Linked DNA regions of Sus scrofa: region 2 is linked to region 1. A link is a contact called in public HiChIP or PLAC-seq data. All regions are on one chromosome and are shown on one strand. Each heading gives the region's core, a stretch centred on a gene start, on an enhancer-like site or on the middle of the called end of the contact. The rest is flanking DNA. Distances are from core to core; before and after follow the strand shown. Region 1 holds the start of P2RX1 (P2X purinoceptor 1). Region 2 overlaps ZZEF1 (zinc finger ZZ-type and EF-hand domain-containing protein 1).

Region 1 (6,372 bases), core at 1,614-4,113:
AGCCACAACAGGAGCTCCAGTGCCGTCATCAGAAAGTTCTCAGAGCCCTTCTGATGTGGGATTTGGGGCTATTTGGAGGAACTCTGCCTTCCTCCCTCTGCTCTGTGACTTGGGCAGGTCGCTGCACCTCACTGAGGGTTTTCCTTTCCGAAATATCAAGGCTGATGTTGGTCTCACACAGCTGGATTCAAATCCTGGTTCAGCCTCTTTCCAGCTGTGAGATCCAGGCTAAGGCACTCGGTGTCTCTGGGTCTCACTGACACATCTGTTTGAAAACCGAGTGCACTGTCTTGGGAGGGAGGAAGGGAAGGAGGGAGGTAGTGAGGTCCCCGTCACTGGAGGTATGTGTTCAGGACCGGATGGCAGCCCGGGGCATATGCTGCAGCTGGGGGTGAGGTGGGAGGACTGTCCCTTTCCCTCTGACAGTCTGAGCAACACACAAAAGGGCCTGGCACTGCTCCCAGCGCTGACCTGAAAGTGGGTCATAGGGAACCTTAGGGGCTGCAGTGAGGACAACATCCCCCAGCCTCTTGTGGGAGAGATGGGCTAGGTCTGGGCTGGGAGCCTCTCTTCCCTGCCGCGTCAGGGGTGTGGCGAATGGCGGACACGCATTGGTGCCACAATTAGCTTTTTTTGGTTTTTGTTTTTCTTTTCAGGGCGGCACCCAGAGCATATGGAAGTTCCCAGGCGAGGGGTCCAATGGGAGCTACAGCCGCCGGCCTACGCGGGAGCCAAGCCGCGCCTGCGACCTGCATCACAGCTCACGGCAATGCCGGATCCTTAACCCACTGAGCAAGGCCAGGGATCGAACCTGCATCCTCATGGCTACTAGTCGGGTTCTTTTTTTTTTTTTTTTTTTTTTTTGTCTTTTTGTTGTTGTTGTTGCTATTTCTTGGGCCGCTCCCGCGGCATATGGAGGTTCCCAGGCTAGGGGTTGAATCGGAGCTGTAGCCACCGGCCTACGCCAGAGCCACAGCAACGCGGGATCCGAGCCGCATCTGCAACCTACACCACAGCTCACGGCAACGCCGGATCGTTAACCCACTGAGCAAGGGCAGGGACCGAACCCGCAACCTCATGGTTCCTAGTCGGATTCGTTAACCACTGCGCCACGACGGGAACTCCTACTAGTCGGGTTCTTAACCCGCTGAGCCACAATGGGAGCTCCAGTGCTGTCATCAGAAAATTCTAAGAACCCTTGAGATGTAGGAAAGGAGAAGGCAGAGGCCCCTGTTCTAACTGGGCCTCAGTTCCCCTCACAGGCTCAGTGACATTGCCGATGTCAGGCTGGTTTGTGAATAGGAAGAACACAGGGGCTGAAAGGTGAGCCGGGGTCTGGCCCTGGCTCTACCTGACCAGCTCGGAGGCCTCGGGGGCCAACTAAGGCAGAGGAAGGCTGTTTTGGAACCTAGAGGCCTTGGGGACCTACGTGGTCACAGTCCGGCCTCCTGGTCAGCCCGCCCTGGTTTGGCCTCACAGCAAAAATGGGGACATGAAGACCAGAGGGCCAGGGCTGCTGGATGCCCCAGACCCCCCAGTAGGGGCCGAACCCCCTTCCGTGGCTCCTGGGCCTCTAGGAGCCTCAGCCCCAGGGCACACCCAGCCGCCACACCCGATGGGCAGCCGGCCCCCATACAGAGCTCTGGGCACGACACGCACACAGCTACACATCACACACATGTGTGCTCACACAAGCACCTGCTGAGCTGGCCAGCCCGCTGGGGAGTCCCACATACTCCTATTCCTGCACCCCGGGATGGGGGACAGGCCCCTCGATGTCCAGAAAGGAGCTGTCTTCCCTGGGACCAGAACCAGCCTGCAAACCCTGCCTGGAAGCCACCATTAGGGCAGCAGCTGGGCCAAATTTGAAAGTTTCTCTGCTCAGGGTCTCGAGCAGCCCGGGCTGCCTCTGACTCAGGCAGGGCCGGTGGGAGCAGGGTCTCTCCAGCTCTGGCCTGAAAACCGGGGGGCAGCCTCCCCCTCTTAGTGGCGGGGAGGCGGGGGAAGTCAGAGGCAGAAGGGCGGGGGCCTGGCTTCCAAGTGTCCTGCCACCTGCGGGAACCGTTGTGAGCAGCCGGCCAGCTCCTTGGAACCCAGAGGCTTTGCCTCTTGTTCACCGTGCGCCCCAGGGCGGGGGCTGGCCCTCGACGCCGGCCCCCAGTGGGCAGTGGGTCAGTGGGCTCCCCTTCCTTCTGAGGGACACCAGAGTGGTTTGTCAGGCGGCTGACCGCCGATGGGGAGAAAGCAGGGCTCCTTGGGGTCATGGGAGGCGCCCCAGAGCCTGGAGCACAGGCCAGGGGCGGGGGTGGGGGATGCTGGGCAGAGGGAAGGGGTCCAGACTCACCCAACCACGTAGACCAGAACCACGAGCTGGATCAGGCGGAAGACGACGCCCACCTTCTTGTTGCGCACGAGCACCATCCGGGGGGTGTCGTACTCGAAGAAGAAGGCGGCCAGCTCGTCCTGGAGCCGCCGTGCCATGGTGGCCGCCAGGCTGCAGGCTGGTGACCGAGCCCCCGGCACGGCCTCGGCTCCCGGGGTGGGGTGGGGAGGGCGGGGGGCTGGGGCACAACACCTGCGTCTACAGCGCAACGTCTAGGGGTTTCCCAGCCCCTTAAGAAGGGCAGGGCCGGGCAGGTGGGGCCAGAGGTCAGGAGTCAGAGGTCAATTGGCTTGTGTTGGGCGGGAGAGCCCCCGGGTGGTCGGAGCAGCTCTGGGCCCCCGGCAGGCAATAGACTGTGGGCCAGCCTGCGCCTGTGGACAAATAAATTCCCAAAGATAGATGGGGGCGGGACCGGGGGGGCCACCCAGGCCCGGCCCCACTGCCCCTCCTGGCTCCGCCTGGGCCCTGCTGGGCCTCCGGAAACAGGAGCTGTTGGCAGGAAACCATGGGCCACCCGTCATGAGGCAAAGATAAAGCCATCAGCCCCCCACGAACCTGGTAGGACAGAGCTGGGGGCTCAGGCCAGGGCCTGGGTGGAGTGGCCTCAGGCTGGAGCCCTCCCCCACACAGGGACCCATCCAAGATTCAAACATCCTTCCCCCACCCCCAAGTGGACACCTCAGTCCCTGGGGGTCTGACGCCTGGAGGCAAAGAGAAAGGAGGGCTGCTTCCAGTCCAGGGGCCTGAGGCCTCCTGAACCCGCCGCAGGACCCCCACCCTGACCTCAGAGACTGTGCCATCCACCCGTTCCTCTGGGGCTGAGCCTGGCCTCTGCCCCATCGGCTGCGGGGTCGGGCTGGCTTTTCCACCCCCTACTTCCAGGGCAGCCACACCTCCTTAACCCCAGAACCGGCACACAGGGCCAGGTACGCAGACGAGGCCAGGGCCACATCTGTTCCACATGTGGCCATCAGGATCTGGAGACCAGCCAGGAAAGCCCGGCCTGGGTGAGCAGCTCTGGCTCTGCTGCTGCTGGGGGAGCCTGGGCACGTGCCCCGCTCTGAGCCTGCTTCCTTATCTGGGAAACGGGGACCACAAGGGACTTTCCTCACGGGTAGCAATCCCAGGGGACAGGTCCGGACGACACTGAGGACAGAGCAGCCGAGGCCACTCTCACGCTCAGGGTGCAGCTCCTCTGCAGCCCCGGCCCTCAGCGCAGGGACTCGGGGGCCTGGGCTGGGGCTGGAGGCCTCCCCCAGCCTCCTCCTCATTTCACAGATGAAGAAACTGGAGCTCAGAGAGAAGTGAATTGCCCAAGCTCACGCCGTTTGGTAGAGGAGGCCTCAGCTTGAAGCAGGAAGATCTCCTTGGCCCTCCCTCAACCCAGGCTGGGTGTCCTCGGGGCTCCCCCCACCCCCGCCCCGCTCCGCCCCGACGGGAGTCTTCTTTCTGGCAGCCCTTTAGCTGGGAAATGGCTTTGGGCGGGGAGCCAGGCCCCGGGCTGGGAATCCCAGCCTCAGGTCTGAATAGAGCTGCTTTCTGGACAGTGAGGGGCTTCCACGGATGGCAGGCCTAGGGCCCCTGCCAGCACCCCAGGCCAGTCCCCCCGTCGCACAGGTCAGCCTCACCCAGCACGGAGTTCCCAGCAACCTCAGGCTCAGCTGTCAGTCCGACGATACTTCCTTTAAGAGGGGCTGGTAAGTACACATCCTGGGATTTTCTAAGGAAAATCCAGAGATGCTGGGAGCCAGAGCCACAGTGACCACATCCCCTTGGCCTGGTCTTGACCCCAGACAAAAAGGTGTCCCCTTTGTCGCTGACCTCGTGGCCCTTGGCAGAGCAGACCCTGGACATGAACCGCTTGCAGTGGGGGCATGGGGGTGGGGTGGAGGCTGACACCATCTCTGTGTCCCACTCGGCTACCCTCCTCAGGGGGGTAGCAGGGACTAAGTGAGGGGGAAAGGAGGGAGGGAGGTGAGGAAGGAGGTGGGGGAGGGAGGGAGGAGGGAAGGAAGTCAGGCCATCATTTTCTTTTGTTTGTTTGCTTTTTAGGGCCGTACCTGCGACATATGGAGGTTCCCAGGCTAGGAGTCGAATCAGAGCTGTAGCCACTGGCCTACACCACAGTCACAGCAACACGGGATCTGAGTCAGGTCTGCGACCTATGCCACAGCTCACAGCCACGCCGGATCCTTAACCCACTGAGCGAGGCCAGGGATCGAACCCGCAACCTCATGGATACTATCTGGATCGTTTCCATGGCACCACAGCAGGAACTCCTAGACAGTCATTTTCTTTTTTCTTTTTCTTTTCTTTTTTTGTCTTTTTGCCTTTTCTAGGGACCACTCCTGTGGCATATGGAGGTTCCCAGGCTAGGGGTCTAATTGGAGCTGTTGCCGCCGGCCTACACCACAGCCACAGCCACAGCCATGCGGGATCCAAGCCATGTCTGCAACCTACACCATAGCTCATGGCAATGCCGGATCCTTAACCCACTGAGCGAGGCCAGGGATCAAACCCACAACCTCATGGTTCCTAGTCGGATTTGTTAACTACTGCGCCACGACGGGAACGCCATCATTTTCTAATCGATGTCTGTCCCTTTCAGCGCTGTCACCATGTTCTCCACCTCCTCGTTCTCTTTCCCTCCGCCCTCCTCGCCCGCTTCCTCCTCTAACTCCTCCGAGGAGCCAGGCTTGCTGACGAACCGATGGATCAATGGACAGACTTGCTTGGCGCACATGCAAGTGCTCCTCTTAGAGCCTCGGTTCTGACCTTGACACTCAGAAAATGCCGGTCTCATTCGGGGATGTTATCATAACCAAAATGTGCCCAAAGGAAAAGAAAGAAAAGCAATTACATTTCCTTCCCCAATTCCTTTTCTCAACAAAGACTCTTCGAGAGTCAGATAGGTGGCTGAGAGGGTCATGTCCCCTTCCCTGGAACTAAAATGCTGTGCTTTCCCGCCCTCGGCCCCAACGTCAGGGACGGCACAGGTATCTGCGTTTGTCTGAGGCATTTTGAGGAGCAAGGGAGACGTGGTTCTGCAGGTTTTTCTTTCTAGTGGCCCTGTGATGTCTGCTTGAGAATTCCCATTTTACAGATAAGGTCACTGAGGCTCTGGGACTTGAGTGCCGCTGCCCAAGGTCACACAGCAAGGGGCTCCCAGGTCTGCTGGTGGCCGGGAAGGAGGCTCCCCAAAGTCTGAGATCTTGGCCCAGAGCCCACCCCAAGACTCCAGAGCTGCCTTATAAGCCCAAAGGCTGGATGGCCAGCTCGGGCACTGGGCCGGGCCTTGTAGGGAGACAAGGCAGTGCTGCCAAGCGCTCGGCCCCAGGGCGGCCTCCCCTGCCTGGCTAAATTTAGCGGCTCTGTGAGTGTGGAGGGGGCCTGTGCCTGTCCTGGAGGCCAGCCCAGGCCCTTGAGGGGGTCAGCACAGGCTCCACTGGGTCTCCGTGGCCACTTGGGGTCCTGAGGTTGCAAGGGCCACACCTCTGCCAGCAGAGTTCGGTCCCACCTCCCCCACACCGTCTGGGCCAGCCTCAGGGTCCCAGGGCCGCTCCTAATGCCGCACAGCCTCTTGGATGCTGCTACAACGGGGTCCTGGGCTGGCCTCAGGGGACTGTCTGGGGGGGGTGTCCCAGGCTGGCTTCCCCCCACTGCCCTGACCTGGCACAGCTTCTCCAGCCCCTTCATGCCCCCTTCCTTCCCGACCCTGCTATGGGCCGTGACCTGGCTGGAGTCCTTCTGACCCAGTGGCTGAGGTGCCACACCTCCCAGCTCTCCTCCACCCTTTGGGCTGTTTCCCCTTGGTCCTCAGCCTCTTCCTGCCCCTGGAAAGGGGGAACATTGTGGGGCTGGCCTGGGCCCCTGTGCCGCAAACACTGCACCCACACCGCGAGGCCCGCCTCCTGCTGACGCCAAAACCGCTGCTCCCACAGCCGCCGTGTGCCCACCACCTCCTCTGGCTCCTGCCTCTTTTCTCTTTT
Region 2 (6,372 bases), core at 1,822-4,321, 66 kb after region 1:
GAAAATGTATATTTTGCTGTTGTTGGGTGGGCTATCCTCTAGATGTCTGTTAGGTCAAGTTAGTTTATGTTCAAGTCTTCGATTTCCTTGCTGACCTGACTAGTTTTTCTTTCCATTATTGAAAATGGAGTCTTAAAGTCTCCAACTATTATCATTGAATTGTCTATTTCGCCCTTAATTTTTGTCAGTTTTAATACTTTGGTTTTTCTGTAATAAGGTGCATATACATTTATAACTGTTAAATCTTCCCGATGGATTGATACTTTTATCATTATCAAATTCTTCTTTATCACCAGTAGCATTTTCTATTTTAAAGTCCATTTTGTTTGGTATTAACTTTCCAACTTTTTTGTGGATGCTGTTTATACGATACCTTGTTTTCGATCTCTGTCAACCTATTTGAATTTTACATCTAATTTCTTATCAGAGGCTTCCCTTGTTTAAGAAGCAGCCCCTCCTTCAGCAGAGACAGGAATGGGATGGCTGTTTATAGGAAGGCTGCTAAACCCATCAGCTTTGTGACTGACATGTTTAGGATTCACATTTATCTATTTTATTTTTTCTACTACTTTATTTATTTTCTTTTATTTATTTTGGCCATGCCTGCAGCATGCGGAAGTTCCCAGGCCAGGGACTGAACCTAAGCCACAGCAGCAACCCAAGCCACTGGAGTGAAAATGCTGGATCTTAACCTTCTGTGCCACAAAGGAATACCTATTAATTAATTAATTAATTACTCTATCTATCTATCTTTTTAGGGCCATACCCTGTGGCATATGGAAGGTCCCAGGCTAAGGGTATAATCCGAGCTGCAGTTGTCAGCAGGATCCAAGCCATGTCTACAACCTACACCGCATCTTATGGCAATGCTGGATCCTTAACCCACTGAGTGAGGCCAGGGTTTGAACCCACATCTTCCTGGATACTAGTCAGGTTCGTTATTGCTGAGCCACAGTGGAAACACCTATTATTTTATTTTTAATCTCCATTCATTCCTATTAGCTTGCCTAGGATTATTTTGCTTTTTGATTTCTAACTTCTTGACATGAACACTTAGTTCACTTAATTTTACCTTATGTTAATAAAAATTCACTTATGGTTATGATTTTCCTTGAATAAAATTTTGACCACTCCCCAAACACAATTTTTATATTTTTTTCACTGTCGTTAACTGCAAAATAGTAATTGTGGTTTGGGTCTGTTACTGCTGAGCTACTATAGGAACGCCCGTGACCTTTTTGTTTTTAAATCACTTGGTTTTGGATGTTTCTCTCCACTTCTGTAGGGGGAATGTCTATACTCTCTAATGGATGAGGGGCACCCTGCCGGGCAGGGAGCTGAGTGGTGGAGGAGATGTGTTGACATGACCCTCAGCATGTGCGGAGGTCTCCTTTCACATCTCCTGCCCAGTTGTCATGGATGTTGTGTTGCTCAGCAGTTCTGGACTGATAACCTGCAAACGCATGGGTCTCCCAAGTAGCTTTGTAAACATGAAGTTAAATCAAGCTTAGAAAACATCAGTTAACAACTTAGGGGAGCCTCACATGAAGAGACAGAGAGAGGCTCTTACCACTGGGGAGTCAGCGGTGGTCCACAGTCAGGTTGGAAAGAAGAGAACCATCACCTGGTTCTTGACATTCACCTTAGTGAAAGCCCAAGAGGGAAGCAGAGCAGGGGAGAGAGGCGGATGGTTGTGGGTGGGGGGTGGGGACAGACAGACACACTGACCTGGAATCTAGCTTTGCCTGGAGCCAGATGCAACTCTTGGGCTTTTCAGTTTTGTAAGTCAGTAAGTTCTCTTTTAAATTAAGCTAGTTTGGAGTGGGTTTAACTTGCAGCTGAAGAAATCCCAACAAATCCAGGGCAGTGCCTCCAAAGTTCGTCTGGAACCTCACTGAGCATGAGCAAAGCTGCATCTGCAAGACTCCCTAGAAAGGAGAAGAATAACTTGGTAATGGCTGCAGCTTAACGCCTTTGGTGGCTTGACTGGATACCATCAGAGAGCTATTTATTTCAGGAATTTTTACATATCTGCCTTTCCATATACCTTTCATGTTGATGAGACAGAACTACTTTTTTTCAAACTACTGGAGCTAAATTGTTGCATAAATTTGGGTCAGAATTGCTTTCATCTGTAAGAGACCAAACAGTAACATTCTCACACACAGACTCCCTCTCTCTCTCTCTCTCCCTCTCATGCACACATGCATATCTGGAGCTTGGTGATTCTAGGGGTCGTTCAGTGCCTAGTGTAATCAAGGGGTCAGGCTCTTCCTTCTTCACCTCCTGTTTCTCCCCCGTGGCAGCGAGATTGCTGCAGGAGAGCCAAGCATTGCATGCTCTCATCACAGTCGATGAACAGGGAACAGGAGGGGGTTGGGACAAAAATCCCTTCCCCAAAGCCTCCCAGCAGCTTCCGCTGAATTCTTTAGCCAGAACTGGGTCACACATGCACTGTGACTGTGGGAGGGGCTGAGAAAGTGAGCATTCAGCAATAGAAATGAGATTACCAACAGGGATTTAAACCAATTAGGACTTTCCTCAGGAGCTGGTGGAAGGTCCTACCTTTCTTGAGATTAAAGTGTCTCTTGTTGGAGTTCCCATCGTGGCGCAGTGGTTAACGAATCCGACTAGGAACCATGAGGTTTCGGGTTTGATCCTTGCCCTTGCTCAGTGGGTTAAGGATCTGTCGTTGCTGTGAGCTGTGGTGTAGGTTGCAGACGTGGCTCGTATCCCATGTTGCTGTGGCTGTGATGTAGTCCGGCAGCTACAGCTCCAATTGGACCCCTAGCCTGGGAACCTCCATATGCCACAGGAGCAGCCCTAGAAAAGGCAAAAAGCCTAAATAAATAAAGTATCTCTTGTCACCACCTGCAAAAAAATTGGATTCTGTTAGCAGGGAAGGGGAGTGGGTGGGAAAGGGCAGTGAGTGACAGGGGCCACCATACAGGGCCCACAGGGCCATGTTTAGATGGGCCCTCTATCTGGGAGCCTCGGTTTTTCACCGAGTGGTTTATAGCACACTGCTGATCTGTCCAGTGAGTGTTTGTTGAGTGAATGAGGGCGGGGCTGCCGTGGTGACAGCTTTGGGGCTGGGCGGCAGGAGTGAGCTGGCCTGGCTCTGCCACCACTTCCTGTGGGATTCCAAGCTGACCTCTCACAGCTTCTAGTTCTTTCACAATTGAGGAGGCTCGGCTAGTTGAACTGTTTCCCTTACATTGCAAAAGGCTCGCGTTCAACCTGCATTTGACCTCTGTGACCTTCTATTGTTTATGGGTGGGTTAATCTCAGCAGGCAAACCTTCCAGCCAAACAAAGGCAGCCGGTGAAAGCAGCAGCACAGGACTCAGACAGACAGAGCACTACACGGCCAGGCTCTCCAGACGGACTTTTCTTCGGAGAAAAGGCCCAGAGTGCTCGGGCCACGCTGTGAGAAGGCGAAAAAGGGCCCTAGAGGGAGACTTGGTGGCTGCACAGGCCATGGGAGCGCCCAGTTCTGCTGAGCCTCAGGCTGATTCAGTTTCCTTGCTGGCCTCAGGGACAGTGAGGGCTGAGGCTGGGTCCTGGGTCCTGGGCCCCGATTCCTTGGAAGGCAGTCTGGGGGCTTTAGGAGGATGTGTCAGACGCTTTCAGGCTGGAACAGATGGGTTTCGAAGCTTAGTTAAGTCCGGCTCCCACCAGGCTCTCTTCTCTAATTCAAAAGAAACAGCCTTTAGCACCAGGAATGTGGCTGAGGAGGGAAAAGAGCAATTAAGCAAAAAGCCGGAGACGTGAGGGAGGAAGAAGCACAAGACCACAGGACACGTGGACATTAGCCCCGTGTTTAGTCGGAAGCAGGTGCAGAGCCGCGTAAGGCGGAGACCTGTCCCCACCTCCTTGGGGTGTCCTGTGAGGGATGAAGGGTGTTCGGGGTGGGGCTGGAGAGGAGCACCGCCTGTGCGTGCTGAGCAGCCGTGCAGAGGTAGCGGGCGATGAGCCTAAGCCCCCAGATCGCGAGCCCGAGGGGAGGTGGGTCCCCGCAGGACTGTAGTCAGTGGGGAGGGGTATCGGAGCTTAAGAACCTCGGATTCCTTTCTACCCCCAGGCCTTGGGATTCTAGAAATTCCATCAGTTTGGGTTTGGGAGAAACTCCAAGTATCTTCTTCACAAGAGACACAGAAAGAGGGGAACGAGGAGGAGGGGGAAAGAGCCCACACACACGTGTACTTTTATATAGAATTTGTACAATATATTTCTCTTCATCTGCATATTTTACCCACAGCTTAACATCCTTTTTACAAGCTGAACTCACTCAGCTGATATAATCAAAATTCTTTCTTTCAACCAAATAAGAAAAATTCAAAATCGAAAACCCGTAAGAAAACAAATTAAAAACGATGATGAAAATAAGTCACTCCTCATGAGGAACAGCGTCTGTCTGTACAATATACATGGTTTGGAACAGATTTCTTTAGAGATTAGGCACATGTTTCCACACCTTCATTCCTGCCAGTTTCATCTCATTCCAGGCAGTCCCACCTCCTGAGAAGGATCAGAGGGATGATGGTCTTGACGGAATTCACTTGCAGAAGCTGCTGGCCCCCGGCTGAGGACCAGGGGAGCGGGGCCTGGTTCGGCAGCGCCACCCAGTGGCTGGAAGCAGAGGCAGGCAGGGTGCAGGGGTGCCGGGGTGCCGGGCTGGGTGGGGCCCTGCCGGGCGAGAGCAGCAGTTGTGCACGAAGGGAAAACCGAGGCTTGTTCTATGCAAACTGAATCCAGAGAGACCAGAAGAGCAAGGGCGGTGTACAGGCAGAAGCCACGAGGAATCCCGCGGTTACGTAGTTTATCCTCTGGTGGAAGAATGGGGAGCAACGCTGGTGGCCGCTGCCACGAGGGGTGTGACCCCTGTCCTGCCCCTGGGTCCCTGCTCTGCTGTCCGTCTGAGGTATGAGAGGCGAGGGGGAGCCGCCAGAGCCCCAGCTCCGCGCATGTACCTGCCGGCAGCCCAGCTCGAGCCTGCGGCCGCGGCGCACACCTCTCCTCTCCTCCCAAGCGCGGCTCTTCTCCGGGACTTCCCTCCTCGACGGGAGACCCGCCTGGCGGCACAGAGCGCGGGGCCTTCTCTGGGATGCGGGCAGAACCGAAGATGAGAGAGGGGTTTCTACCAAGCTGGCAGCGCCTGTCTCCTCACACCCCGACCCTCTGGGAGACGGGGCTGCCCGGGCCTTGCTGACATCCGGGCGACGGGCTTCAGGTGACTGAGTTTCAGGACCTGTCCTATTTGTTTCTGTCTCCTTTGAATTCTCCCTTCCACAACGGCTCCACAGGCAGGGTGGGGCCAGGCTCAGAATCCACTTCTAGGGCTGCAGAAGGGTGCTGCACCCTGGCCTCCCGACCCAGAAGAAAAAAGGGCTCTTGCAGGAGGAAGCTCCTGGGCCCCAAAGAGGGGGCCTCCAAGGCCGTGGCAGTGCTGGCCCGCTCAGCTTGGCCCTGGCTGTGATGCGCTTGGGGTTGGCCCTCTGTGGGGGACGTGCTCAGGCCCAGACTCCCCCCTGCTTAAATGGCAGCTGCCTCAGGCAGTCTGCAAGTGACGAGTCCCACGGAGGCTTATCCATAGCCCATGGGCCAACCCAGCCTTGCACGCCACAGCGTGGCTTTGGCAAGAGAATAATCAGCACTTCAGGGTAAGACTACAACCGTAAAAAGCAACATGGAAAAGAGCATTCATTAGAACTAATGTAGTTATTGCTAAACAAGTGACAGCTAAAGAACCACGGAGAGTCCCAGAGGTGGACGTGATGGATGACCACGACCATGGAGCAGAAACAACATCATCGTGTGGTGGTTTTTGGTTTTTTTTTTTTTTTTTTTGTTTTTTTTTACTTCTAAAATAAGATCTCCTCTGATTACATGTCAAGTCTTTAGGTACCGAAGCCAAAGCATATTCAAGTTCTGCGACTGTCAAATGAGCCAGTTTGTCCCCCTGCACGGCGGACCGACGGTCACCCCCCGAGGCCCTCTCAGGGGAGTCAAGGTGGTTCTTTCTAAAAACATGAGGTGGAAACTAAACAAGTTAAAACAACAACTAAAAAAATGGGCCTGTGCCGGGAGCAGTGCACAGATGGACGCGCACGGTGGCTGCTGGCTGTTCCCAAGGGCACTTTTCTCACCAAGGATTTCTCTGGGACGCTGTGGCTACGCAGGGGCTAGTGCGGCAGTGGGTCCCGGACTGAATGCTGGGGACCAGGTGGGAACCAGGAGGGGCTTCCACCGGTTTGGGTTTGGAGACCAGCCTCAAGAAGCAAAAGCAAAAGAGGAGCTCCCAGGGTGGGCCGCTGCTGCTGGAGGTTCTGCTGAGGAAGGCAGCTCTGGGCAGACGCCATCGCCCCTGAAG

What was found. HiChIP or PLAC-seq counts read pairs in DNA pulled down with a chosen protein or histone mark.
Region 2: an H3K27ac HiChIP or PLAC-seq map of alveolar macrophages shows a contact between it and region 1. The contact joins the enhancer-like site here to the promoter of P2RX1 in region 1. A contact is called at or near these places in 1 of 5 promoter capture datasets (liver), 13 of 47 Hi-C or Micro-C datasets (alveolar macrophages, blood, embryonic fibroblasts and 7 more) and 1 of 2 datasets of contacts at active chromatin or transcription factors (alveolar macrophages).

The regions. Positions count from the first base shown.
Region 1 is chr12:49,971,926-49,978,297 of Sscrofa11.1, forward strand. P2RX1 (P2X purinoceptor 1) reads right to left here and starts at 2,864. Exons shown (of 11, transcript XM_021067691.1): 1 at 2,345-2,864. The coding sequence starts at 2,481.
Region 2 is chr12:50,037,285-50,043,656 of Sscrofa11.1, forward strand. It overlaps ZZEF1 (zinc finger ZZ-type and EF-hand domain-containing protein 1), which reads right to left. Exons shown (of 56, transcript XM_021067699.1): 56 at 4,206-6,372. Among named protein-coding and RNA genes, the nearest start is that of ATP2A3, 26 kb to the left of the region's middle. Within about 2 kb of position 3,072, at least 32 of the 83 cell types and tissues checked have an H3K27ac peak or open chromatin away from gene starts, as enhancers often do. A contact at or near this core is called in alveolar macrophages, embryonic fibroblasts, epiblast stem cells and 4 more, where this site is marked.